2 separate regions of the Thunnus thynnus genome follow, and region 2 is linked to region 1. The links are chromatin contacts, called in public Hi-C maps. All regions are on one chromosome and are shown on one strand. The core of a region is the stretch at or near the end of the contact, and the rest is flanking DNA. Distances in the headings are between cores, read along the strand shown. Region 1 holds the start of LOC137197959 (heat shock factor-binding protein 1-like protein 1). Region 2 holds the start of ctdp1 (CTD (carboxy-terminal domain, RNA polymerase II, polypeptide A) phosphatase, subunit 1).

What was found. Hi-C and Micro-C count contacts between places; a contact is called where the count stands out from the background.
Region 2: a contact with region 1 is called in a Hi-C map of muscle, with 8 times the contacts expected there. The contact joins the promoter of ctdp1 here to the promoter of LOC137197959 in region 1. A contact is called at or near these places in 2 of 3 Hi-C or Micro-C datasets (both in muscle).

Annotation. Positions count from the first base shown.
Region 1 is chr15:24,771,188-24,774,904 of fThuThy2.1, reverse strand. LOC137197959 (heat shock factor-binding protein 1-like protein 1) reads left to right here and starts at 2,002. Exons shown (of 3, transcript XM_067611507.1): 1 at 2,002-2,245; 2 at 2,325-2,391; 3 at 3,567-3,717. The coding sequence starts at 2,201. The coding sequence ends at 3,661. LOC137197960 (solute carrier family 66 member 2) reads right to left here and starts at 87. Exons shown (of 6, transcript XM_067611509.1): 1 at 1-87.
Region 2 is chr15:24,932,642-24,936,358 of fThuThy2.1, reverse strand. It overlaps ctdp1 (CTD (carboxy-terminal domain, RNA polymerase II, polypeptide A) phosphatase, subunit 1), which reads left to right and starts at 2,062. Exons shown (of 13, transcript XM_067611516.1): 1 at 2,062-3,150. The coding sequence starts at 2,867. adck5 (aarF domain containing kinase 5) reads right to left here and starts at 1,683. Exons shown (of 15, transcript XM_067611518.1): 1 at 1,333-1,683.

The DNA.
Region 1 (3,717 bases), core at 753-3,252:
CACTTCCCCCTCCACTAACCGGCCCATATTTGTGTATTTCTACAGTTTAGCTAGCCCAAATTTCCTGAAACGTCAGACGTCACGTGTTAAAACAAAGCTGTTTGACTCAGTCAAGATAGTTCACACACACACACACACACACACACACACACACACACACACACACACACACACACACACACACACACACTACCTAATACGGCCTGTTTAATAGCTCTGCAGCTTCTGTCAACAGTTTTGAAGAGTATGCTTAGTTTTTAGCTTTATGTTTGAAGAATAATATATTACCAGCGATACACATCGTATTATTGAATTTGTGCATAAATAATGTTCTTATAGTAAGCTAAATGTCTGCATAATAACTTTATATAAGGTTTAAATTCTGTCTTTTATATATATATTTTAAAAAATATTGCTTTTTATATGTTATTATATTTTATATGTGTTTTTATATATATTTATTTACTGTTTTTATTGCAATGGAGCCTCCCAGCAAAAACATTTAACACGATTGTACTTGTGTAACCGGAGTGACAATAGCATCTCAGCATCGCCTGAGTGCAGTTATCTCCACTGATCCACGTGATCCTGCCGAAAATATGCCTTTTAATTTGAAGAGATTTTGACATGTAGGAAAAGCACAGGTCTAAATGATTAAATGAATGAAGACTGAATTCCATTTAGCTTCTAGAGTTTCAGGGTCCACTGTCACGCTGTCATTTGTTGCTGGTAACTTGAATACAACAGAGCCATTGTTAATGTTATTCACACTGTGCTTTTCCTACTATGACAAGGCAAAGTGTTTCTGTCTGTGTTGACTAAAACTTTCCAGTGGCTCAAAGTTTAAAATGATAGTGCTTTATTAAAAATAAAAGGTAATGGTAAAGGCTTTGGTAGACCAAAGCTAGATCACCAACCAGGAAAAGTGGGCAACTGACCCACCTGACCCTCAGGTGCCCAGAAGGCCCTGGAAATGATTTTGTAGTCATTTGTTTAATGACAAAGTAGTTTGGCAATATGCCAAACCTTCCTTTTTCCTTTCCTTGGTTAATTTTATCCGATTCACTGGTAATACACATCAGTATTTTTTGAACTGGGTGTCATAGTGCATTTTGCAGGGCCATCTCTAATGATACACACAGTGCACAAAAGATTCAGCAGGAATGAACGGTGACCGTCACAGTCGCAAAATCCAGATTATAAAGATTTGTAAGGGTTTAATGAAAGTTATATAAGCAGCGTGGCAGACAGCTCCTCATCTGTCATCTGTCACTGTGAAGCAGGATAATCTCTTATATAAAGAGCAGAGCTTCAGTGTGTTCCTGCTCATCTCACTGAACACACAGTGAGCTGTCTGACAGGCTAAACCAGATCACAAAGGGTTAACAACAATGCCCTTCCCATATGCGACCATGCATGCAAATCACTACGGATGTCAACGTCAGGCATGAGACCGGAAATTCAGAAAAATGTACCTTCATAATAAAAGCGTAGGGCAACATGTGGGCTCAAATGGGTAACTACAGACAATTCTGTCATCATTGCCACTGCCTGGTGGACTGTCTGGTTAAGGGAACTTCACATTTGCATTGTAGACAAACATTTATCAGACAGTTCCAAGACTTAAGGCTGCGAATCAGCTTCAACTAGACACCTAATACATCGATGCTGTATACATTATATCTGTTGCATTTCTGATCTGTATGTAACAATGTTTATCTGTATAGTCACTGTTAAATAAACAAATTAAACTACTTTTTTTTAAAAAAAAGATGAGATTACAAGGGCCGCACATACAAATTGAAAATTTTTTGTATGTCATGTGAATATATGAATATTAAGTGAGTTTATTTTCAGCAGCAGCCACCACAGTTTTTTAACTGGGGACTGAATACTTTTCAAAGCTCTATTATTCTCTATGTGAAAGATGAAATAATATGTAGCAAGTACAGTCACCTTTATTTTGAAATGAAGAATACTACAGGCGGAAGTCGTGCTATTTTTAGTCATTAACTCAACTTACTGCAAAGTTATATTGAAGTCATAGCCAGCTGTCGTGAAGGGAGAAATAGAGTTGGGATTTAGATGAGTTAAAAAGATAACTGACTTTCTCTCTCACTCACCTATAGACGGGTTGTGAGGTGGAGCTTTATATCCCAGACTGACAGACGTCAGAGGTTTGTGTATTGTTGGATAAACGATGTCAAAAACAGACTGCAAGGCAGCTAAAGATATGACAGAGGCGGTAAGTTGGTTTAATGTGAGCTGTGACGTTAAAGTGAACATTAGACTGGATACTTTATGATGTTTTCCTGTCTTTACAGATGGAGGAAACAATGCAGCGACTTCAAGGAAGATTCCAGGAAATCTCTGGACAGCTGGAGACAAAATATATCCTTTTATAACTGTGCTGCTCATGTAACAGTTAAAACCCTGTCCTATGTGGTGATAGGAAATGACACAAGCTTAGTGACAGCATTTTGGTTAAACTAAGGTATTTTTGTAGAGCAGATATCTGCTTAAACTATCCAGTTAATTCAGTTGGTTGTGAGCTGCAACCAAAAAAGAAAAAAAAATCAAAAATTGTTTAAAGGGCGAGACTGAATACTACAATACACTTGTTACTGGGGCCCTTCGACATAATGATATAGTTTAACAGTGCTTTGTCTTTACCAGGAATATGGTAAAACACATACAGCTGTCCATTTGTATATTCCATATTAAATACCCCCTGCAGACATGTTTTAGGACATGTAAAAACACTTAGCTGGAATAATAACGTGTATGTGATATGGGGTTTCTACAAAACAGTTGAAGTACCTAGTCAAAAAACCCTTCAAATTACCTATATTCCCTCGCCATCATTAAAAAAAATCCAGAAACTATGAATATGAAAATTTCAAAGTAAATAAGTTTAACAGCTGGACACAAGATGTCTCTGACTTCACTGAAAAGTCCATTCTCAGTGTGTATGTGCACTGGAGGTTTTAAGTCTCCACATCACACTTGTTTAAGTTACATAGTGAACCGTGATTGGCTCCTAACAAGCTGTGATGTCATAAATCCTGCTGGTATGTACTCATGTGAAACTCAGAATTAAGGTGAGCACGAGAAACATTCTTCCTTCAGGAGATCAATGTGAAAACAGCCTTTTAGTGTCAAACTCTGCTCACAGTCAAACATCCAAGTGAAACAATAATAAGCAAAACACATTTTTGAGAGGAGGGGGACTTTAAGTTATCACATTATTGGTCAAAACAGAATAATGATATAAATAATTTTGCTTAGATAATACACCCCCCAATTTAAGAATTGTATCTACTACTGAAGTCAGTAAGACAGCTGAAACCTCAGTTAATTCAACTCTGTAGTTCCCTCCTAGCATACATGCTAACTGGTGATATTACTATTGTACTTCTTACAGCTGTGAAAACCACAAAAAAAAGCCCGCCCAGTTTCTCCAAACAGCTGTAGTGCTATTATTTTCTCAGTTTCTGCATTCTGTTGTTGTCACTGTCTGGCTCTAACTGGACAACATGTGCAGGTTGTTTCCTTCACTTTCACACTAGATGAGATGGGAACACGCATTGATGGCCTCGAGAAGAATGTGGCTGAGCTCATGACACAAGCTGGTATGGAGGAGCAGGCCATTTCAAAGTGACAGCAGGCCAACTGTCAGATGAGCTCTGTCCATGTAATCTCCAAAAACTGTGGCTT
Region 2 (3,717 bases), core at 813-3,312, 160 kb before region 1:
TCATCAGTAAAAAAATCCTAAATCATTGAATGCTGTGCCAATTAACAGTTCCATTTCAATTAAATTTAAATTTTTCCTTATGTGGTAAATTCATTCATTCATTCATTATTACATGGATTCCATCAGTTTCTATACACTTGTCTCCTGCTGTGATGTTTGTGATCACTAAAAGATCTCTTTAAGACATAGAAATGCTCTGCTTGGAGTAATAATGTGTTGATTGTTAAACCAAAATCAGTGTGCTGCTATCTGAGATCTGAATCAAGAGGATATGATGTGATATGTATGATTGTCATGACTGTGTGACATGTTTTGTATGTCTATGAAAAGTGTCATGTGTAAGTGTACTGCCTAAGGACACAGAATGAATTTCAGTGTAAACTGACAATTAAGCCATAACGTATCGATTCTAAACTCCTTTTCCCGGTATAAAAAAATAATCCATGGATATGCAAAATCATTCAGACATCTCCTACTTCTCCTCCTACTACTGAAAAGTCCATTCTCCTCAGTGTATGTGTACTAGACATCACACTTGTGTAAGTAGTAGGTAGGTACACGTCTTAAACTCAGATTTAAGGTGAGAAACTTTTGTAAAAAAGAAAACTCTGCACGATAATCATCATGCACAGTGAAGACCAAACATCCAAGAGAGGTAACAAAAAGCAAAACATGTGTCTGAGTGGAGGGGGATTTTAAATTCTGAAAAATCTTTAATAACATTCAGTGAGACTAATTAAAGGAGCTCCAACCCAACGGGATCTGAGGGGCCAGTTATTGTCAGTACTGTGACTCTTATCAGTTATGTATGAAATATGAACCTTGTACTTTTACTGGCCACAGTAATACCTCCTCCCATGTTACCAGAAGGTGCACTTTTTTTAAGCACCGGGCGGACATGCGGACTGGACGGTGATGCATCTTGATGGCGGACTCTCTGGTGGGAGGTATCAAACAAAACGTCATCGATCATCCGGAGTGGTCCGAGCGAGGCATGCTTTTTTGTCCGAGGTGTCTATTCACTTGTTTTTCATGTCTCCTCCTCCATCCATTCATCCTAACGTCAACCTATAAAGACCATTATTAACCGTCTTGCAAAGCACAAAAAATAATTTAAAACTAATATGACCTTGAGGGTCAGAAATGTAATTTACACAGTATGACCTCTAACTTTTCTACAGCGCACTTTAATCTGTGTGGGAGCATCGCGTAGAGAGAGCCTGTTCACGTTAGACTTGTAAATGATGCACGAATAAGGCAAACAAGCCTGTTCAACCGACTGTGACACATGGGACATTAGTGTATTATTATTTCTCTGTTACATCATCTTACATCAGGTGGCTCTAGATCCCATGGTCCTCATCTCAAGCCCTGTGGAAAGTGGCAGGGGGAAAACAAACAACAAAAGTTTGGATGTCTTGGGTTTTTCCATTGCAGCCACATTTAGTTGGGATTTATGTTGATAATATGACACTTGGATACTGCGTCGCATGTGCGTTGCTGTTTTAACAAGCTCGCCAGATTTAGCGTGACCGGAAAGGGAGTAAACCTTCAGAATAACGGTTGTAAAATGGCTCAGTTTCAGGAAAGAAAACAACGACACTGAAGTTAGCTTCTCATTCGATTTAAAGGTCCAGTTTGCAGAATTTAGTGGCATCTAGCGAAGCGGACTTGGCAGAAATGGAATATAATATTCATAATTATGTTTTAATTAGTGTATAATCATCCGAAAATAAGAATCGTTGTGTTTTTGTTACCTTAGAATGAGCCCTTTATATCTAAACAGGGAGCGGGTCACATAAAACAGAAAAAAGGGTGATTTCACTGATATTTCTCCACCCAGACCACATTGAACCAGGTCCAGATCAAAAACCACTACACTTAGACTTGTCAAATCTGGACTAGATTGTTATTATTATTATTAAAATTTGACGCGTCTAAGTGTAGTGGTTTTCGATCTGGACCTGGTCTAATGTGGTCTTGGTGGAGAAATATCAGTAAAATTGCCTTTTTTTTGTTTTCATAATCAAAATAAAAGGTTTCACAAATCTGAGGATGGATTGCGTTAAGGCTTTTGCTACGAAGTCTAACACTTTTTCATGAGTGTAAGTGGTGAAAAAATGGAGAATCAGCTGCTACATATTATAATATAATATTTACGTTTTCCCTTAACTTTTCTATGAACTTCGAATCAGAAGCTGACTTCAGCCTCGTGTAAAACCACATGTAGGTTGTGCGTTATCCATAACGACACGCACTCACATTTATCAGTGTAATCATTAGATATTAAATGGAGGGAAACTGAAGTTTTTACAACAATGGTAACGTTTCAATTAACCATAGCGCTGGTGTTCAATGAGGTGTTATATTTGGAAACCTGAGTTGAAAGCGTGTTTTCTCATCTAGGTTGGCGATAGTCTACCGGATGCGGTAGCTGCAGTGTTGCGCTTTCCTGTTTACGTGAGGCCAAATTGTTTTTTCCTAGGATGGCGAACTCATGACCCGCACGACTCTGCCTCTGATTGGCTAGTACTCGTTGCATTCGTTGGTTGGGTTGGTTAGATTTAGGCATGAGGAATGAGATTGGTTAGGATTAGTGTACGAATATCAGGGTAAACCAATCAGAGGCAGAGTAGGGCGGGTCGTGACTTCGCCGTCCTAGGAAAAAAAAAATCTTTTACGGGCGGGAAGAGCGAACATAGCTGACTGTACAAGCTAGCTACGGCAGCACTTTTGTTTTATTTCTCCTTGATGCAGGTTATTTTGCAAGTTTTAATGATTCACGGGGCACTGCGGGGTCTAGTGGATACGTTGTGAGAGGACCGTCGCGACAAACTAAAGAGTTTTTTTGGGGAAAGTGCGGAGCATGGAGGATCCCCCTGCAGACTCTGGCGGCGGTGCAGCAGCGGAGGGGCCCGTGGTGCAGGTGGCAGATATCTGCTGGCCGTCCGGGGCTCTCCCTCTACGGCTCCTGGAGTGGAAAGTGAAACCCGGATCCCTTGTTAACGTGGACTCCGTGCTCGCACTTTGTGCTCCCATATCTCCGGAGGAGAAGGGGGCTGCCAGGCTGCCAGAGAGGAAGGTGAAGTCGGACCGTGCTGGAGTAGTCAAGGAGCTATGCTGTCAACTTGGACAAGTCATACCCCCTGGGTGAGTCACTCTGCCTGCTATAGCTCGTTAATGTGAGCTGCACTTGCCCCCTGCCTGGAGAGGCTACAGACAACATGTCAGCTGTAGTGTCGGTTCAGCTTTGCGAGTTGCACACTTCACCCGCAATGTTATGCTAGCTAGCTAACAAGCTAACGTTGCTAAGTGTAGGTGCTAAGTTAACGTCCACAATTGTCAAGCTGCTCAAAATAAACAAGCACAGTTCTGGTCAGGACCTTCAAAATAAAACCTTTTTTTTTTTTTAAGTCCCCTTCCACTCAAAATACATTTTTCTTCTTGTTCCTACAGTTGAATGTTTGAGCTTCACTGTGCAGAATGATGCATGTGCAGAGTTTGACATTAGAAGGCTGTTTTAACATTCATCTGCAGAAAGTTGAAAGTTTCTCTGTGATCTTTGAAAGTCTGATATTAAGGGACGCACCTACGAGCATGATTTGTGACCTCACAACTAGCCTGGAGCCAATACTGGTCCAATATTCATCTTATACAAGTGTGATGTGGAAACTTGAAGCCTCCAGTCCACAAACACTGAGATTGAACTTTACAGTG